Linked DNA regions of Xenopus tropicalis: region 1 is linked to region 2. A link is a contact called in public Hi-C data. All regions are on one chromosome and are shown on one strand. Each heading gives the region's core, a stretch centred on a gene start, on an enhancer-like site or on the middle of the called end of the contact. The rest is flanking DNA. Distances are from core to core; before and after follow the strand shown.

Region 1 (2,700 bases), core at 177-2,676, 60 kb before region 2:
GGTCTTCACTGCGGGCACTGCCCAGGCTGCCAAGTGGAAGTATTGCGAGTTGGCCTCGATGGCTTCGTGCCCCCACTTCATGCCCGCCGCCAGGAACCAGGTAAGGGACAGTATAACCCACCAGATGGAGCTGGCCATGCCGAAGAAGTAGAGGATCATGAAGAGGATGGTGCAGCCCTCCTTCTTGGTGCCCTGCGCCACAGTCCGGTAACTGTCCTCCGAGAAGCGCTCCACGCACACCCCCCGCTCCTCCAGCAGGAACCCCGCGGTGTAAGCCACGGCCACCATGAAGTAGCAGCCGGACAGGAAGATGATGGGCCGCTCGGGGTAGCTGAAACGCCGCATATCCACCAGGTAGGTGAGCACGGTGAAGAGTGTGGAGATGCCGCACAGGATGGCCCAGATGCCCACCCACAGCCGGGCGAAGCGCACTTCTTCCTCCTTAAAGTACATGAGCCCATTGGCCTTGCCCGGCTCGCAGGGGGCGCCGCAGTCCTTCTCGCCCAGAAAGCGGTAGCCCAGGTAGGGGGGCACCTTGAGCTGCCGCGGGCAGGTGAAGTCCCGGTTGGGGTGAGGGTGGAAGGTGATACTGTCCGGCAGGTAAGGGGTGGGCCGGGCGGTGGGGCCGGACGGACTGTTATCCGAAGTGTTCTGCCCCACGCAGATCTCCCCCGCTCCGTGTACCGGGAAATTCTCACAGCGCAGCCGCTCCGGCCACTGGAAGCCGAACTTGTTCATGAGCGCCTCGCAGCCCTGCCTGGCTCTCTCGCACAGGGACCGGCAGGGGGGAATGGCCTGCTCCAGCACGGTGCACACCGGGGCGTACATGGAGCACAAGAAGAAGCGCAGCTCCGGGGAACACTGCACTTTCACCAGCGGATAGAACTGGTGCACCTCCAGCCCCGCGTCCTCCTGGTTGGTGTGTCCGAGCAGATTGGGCATGATGGTCTGATTGTATGCGATGTCCGTGCATAGAGGTATGGAAATGGGCTGGCAGAATCCATGGTCGGGCACGGAGATGCCCTTTTCTCCGTGGTACTGCTGGGCAGATGGGGAGGGCTGCAGGAGTAGGCAGAACAGCAGGGAGACCGTAGCGAACATGCCGGGACCCGGGCGGCAACAGGTGATGATTCGCGGGGCTCTGCAGACAGCAGGGGGGGCTGGAGAGTGAGGCCAAACCAGCTAATTCTCCTCTTTCGGAACTTCTCCGCTCCTTCTCTGTACGAGTCCGCTCCTTCTCCGTACGAGTCCGCTCCTTCTCCGTACGAGTCCGCTCCTTCTCCGTACGAGTCCGCTCCTTCTCTAACTCGGGATACAGAGAGCAGCTCAGCGCACCGATTCCTTACGCGCCTCCGTATTCACGCTCTTACATGCACAATCCGAGGAACTTTCGCTTATTCCTCTGAAACTTCAACGTACTTTCCCACCTCCACAGCCTATCATAAACTGTTCCCAATCCACAACGCTCTCCTTTTAAGAGGGTTATCAACAGAAAGGGCGGGTTTTGTGTTAAACTCCGCAGGCCCGCCCATTATCCAAGTCCCTTCTTTGGACCCCCCATTCACAAACCTTGGCCGAGCAAAAAGAAGGGGCGTGGCTTGGGCGGCTGACCACGGGCCAATGAGAGGCTTTGTTTTGCCTTAGGGCTTGTTTCTCGATTGGCTGGGCTTTTGCCTGGCTTGAAGGAAAAGACCAGGGATGGGTGGGGGGTGCTGGAATCCGAACAAAGCGAGGGGCGATATATGGGGGAAGGGCGAGGTTCTGGTTTGTAGTGAAACTGTGGGACTGAAAGTGTGTGAGAGGGAAAAGTCCTAATGCAGAAAGCAAGTTAGCATTTCATTTAGACTTTTATTTACTTGAAAACGATGAGACCAGGACTGAGCCACTTTTCACCCCCTCTCTTCTATATATGTCTATCTAATATCTATCTAATCAATAGCTATCTAAAAAATGTAAAACATTTATTTATGTCTGTTGTGAAATTGCACAATGAATAGAGGCTATTTTAATGCATTATTCTCTCAGTGCTTTGTTTATAGCAAGGGTTGAGCACATTTTAATAGTTAGAAGTCAGAGTTAGAGGTGGAATGTTATCACCCCCTGCCTGTACAGCTACTAAAATTAGGTGACAGTAAATGGAGCTAATGAGCTTGTAAATGTGAAAGTGTGGGTTAGCCTTCTTTTTATGATGGTGTCAGGCTCTGCCTATGTAAAATACTGCTAATGCTTTTCTACACACTCAAACATGGGAGAAATGTGCTGGATGAAAACCAGTTTCAGAACAGTAAAACAATATTACTAGTACAGGTATGGGATTTCTTATCTGGAAACCCATTACCCAGAATGCTCCAAACTACCAGAAGGCCATTTTCCATAGAGTCCGTTATAAGCAAATAATTAATTTTTCTCTGTAATGATAAAACAGAGTGCTTAATCCTAACTAAGCTGAATGAATCTATTGGTGGCAAAACCATCTTATTGGGTTTATTTAATGTTTAAATGATTTTTTACCCCAGGTTCCAAGTATAATTGCCTATATAATTTCATCAGCCCCGTTAAAACTCACAATCTGTCTTTATTGCCTTCTCTTGTTTTTGTCAGCCTCCTTTCCCTCTTTCCCCTCACCCCCTTTCCATTCTCTTTTTCCCTAGAGGGTTTCTAATAAGTCAGGTCTGGTCTTTGAAATATTAGGATTGAGCC
Region 2 (2,700 bases), core at 121-2,620:
CTTTTTTGGCAAAATCCTGCCCATAAGAAGATTAATAGCTATTAAACCACAGTTTCAACTTAAGTCTAGTCAATATATGCTCACCCTAAAGCTCTCTCTGAGCTTTATGCTGGGCTTCCATGAATATTTAGACAAATAAATATTCATGCATTCACCCCAAAACTTGCCCAACAGGCCTTAGTCTAGTTTTGTTGGTTCTTCGTTCTATTATTTGTAAATAGAATATTTGTAAACTATAATACCTATTAATTATGCATTAATGTGTGTGGCTGAAGTGACCAAAGCTCCTGTTTTTCAGTAAATGGATTGAATCATAACTGCACTTAACTGGCTGTATATTTACATTTTCAGAATAAAGGTGGCCATACAGGGGCAGATTTCAGCTGCCGATTCAGGTCTTTAAGATTGCCTTGGCGGCTAATCTGCCTGTGTATGTGGCCCTCCAACAAGCTTTCCCAGTTTATACCTGGCCAAAAATTGACCTGATGTGGATTGGACAGGCTTGATTTCTTGTTGGATCGGGGATCGCATCGGCTCATTGATAAGTTCCTCACTTCCTATTCCCCTTTTTTTCAATGTACAATATCGCTCACCCAAGCTGGCAATATCAGGGGAAAGATTTGTTCATTTGGCAACCTTGCCAAACAAGCAAATCTTACCGTGTTTGGCCACCTTTAGTCTAGACCTAGTGCAACAACACATGAGAGGACACATACTTTTAAGTAGTTTTACAAAGATTGCTGTGATTCTTTTCATTCCACAAACCTGTGCTACTTTCCATGTTGGAAAACATTACTCATTATTTGTGTGCAGTACAGGTCAATGTAACCACAACATAACAGTATATTATAAATGTAGACGAAAAGGTTGGAGACTTTGACTGTACTTATAATTTACCTTAAGCAGTACATTATTTATAACAGTTGTACTAATTTGCAATGGAATCTGTCTCTTCAGATATTTTGTTTCAACTAAGAATCTTTTTTTAATTATATGTTTATTATCCTTAAACTGTATTTCTCTATGACAAAACAATGTTAGAAAATGCAAACACAGGAACAGTTTAGGTTTTACTAGTATTTAATAAAATAAGAAGTCAAATTTAAATACACAAAACAATTATACAAAAGACTAAGGATGCTATGGAAAATAATTAGAAGTTCAGGAGGTTTTGGTGGCAATTAGCAAATGAATGAGCAGATTGACAGATTTGCTATGGCATGGAATTTGGATGGGGTTATGCAAGGTTATCTGGCACCCTGTGATCAGCTGGCTGGTTCTTATTTCACACTGCAAAGATTTCCCAGGGAAGGCAGGCCCCAAGGCCATTCTCAGCCGAAAGTCTTTCCTACAGTGCACAAACAGTTCTCTATGGGCCATGGTGTGTGCAAGGCAACCCCCTGCCCCTCTCCATAAACCTTGAAAAACAAGCATTGTGATGCAGCACAAGCATTCTATTCTAATGGAATGACCCTCTAAGCTGCATTGACTGTTGCAAACATATGCTAACCAGATACCACCAGGGAATAGTGGGCAGAAAATGACAGTACCATCTATATATCTCACACAGGAAGTGCTAATAATACATAAGAACAGGAAAATATAAGTATCACAAAATTATCTATCATCTATCTATCTATCTATCTATCTATCTATCTATCCATCCAGCGTGAATGACTTTATGTAAATAAATAGTGGACCTATCCTCCTTAACAACTACTAACATAATAAATTTAAATAAATAAGAACAATAACTAAAGAGATGGTTTAAATTTAGTCATATAAAAATTCCCAAATATATTACTAAGTGATAGAGGATCAGTTGTATCATATATTTAGTTATAGGAGCATACAGCAACATTATTATTACTGGGTAACAATAACTGAATTGATTTCTAAAAATGCATTTGCATCATTATCACCATAAACTCCAAGTTTGTCGGAAGATTAAAGATCATATATAAAGTGAAATAATAATCCCTTTAGTTGATTTAATTACTGTGTATTGTATGAGTGTTCCAGATGCAATCACCCAAAAAAGGAAGAGCGCAATTTCTATTAATGTTACGGGGTAACCCTTTGAAATTAAGAAAAAAAATTACAAAAGTGGGATAAATTTATTGGTCGCCAAGCGAGCGGATCTTCTCCTGATATCCCCACCTACAGGTGGACGATACCGGGCAAATTAAGGCTAATTCGATCGTTTGGGGCCCCAGGGCCAAACGATCGAATTGTAAAGAAGGCAATGGGCACAGTGGGTTCAGGGACTGCATAAACGAGCCGATGCGGTCCCCGATCTGACTAAATTTTTTAACCTGCCCGATTGATATCTGGGCAATTTCAGTCGGCTAGGCCCGTCATTGCTACCCCTACAGTGACCGATATGAGCAGCTACAATTGGCCTATGTATGGCCACCTTACGATAATCACAGCAAGCTTTCGGAATGTTTTTGTTTCTTAAGCTTGAAAAAGGAACTAAAATGCAAATCATTCTAAATAGCTGTCTTAAAAATCACATTACATGTATGTAGTTTTGAGTACATAAGATTCAGACTCAGGCATGTTCCATTTCCACAATTGCAATATATAACTTCTAGAGTGTAAGGCTTTTTGGGCAGGGCCCTCTCTACCTCTTGTATAGGTTATTGTTTGATTTTGTGTGTTTAATGTTTACACCCATTTAATGTACAGAGATGTGGA

What was found. Hi-C and Micro-C count contacts between places; a contact is called where the count stands out from the background.
Region 1: a Hi-C map of neurula embryo shows a contact between it and region 2, with 2.1 times the contacts expected there. The contact joins the promoter of fzd7 here to the enhancer-like site in region 2. A contact is called at or near these places in 2 of 5 Hi-C or Micro-C datasets (gastrula embryo and neurula embryo).

What each region holds. Positions count from the first base shown.
Region 1 is chr9:52,208,514-52,211,213 of UCB_Xtro_10.0, reverse strand. fzd7 (frizzled class receptor 7) reads right to left here and starts at 1,426. Exons shown (of 1, transcript NM_001016741.2): 1 at 1-1,426. The coding sequence starts at 1,101.
Region 2 is chr9:52,148,956-52,151,655 of UCB_Xtro_10.0, reverse strand. No RefSeq gene overlaps it. Among named protein-coding and RNA genes, the nearest start is that of fzd7, 59 kb to the left of the region's middle. Within about 2 kb of position 1,370, at least 3 of the 11 cell types and tissues checked have an H3K27ac peak or open chromatin away from gene starts, as enhancers often do. A contact at or near this core is called in neurula embryo, where this site is marked.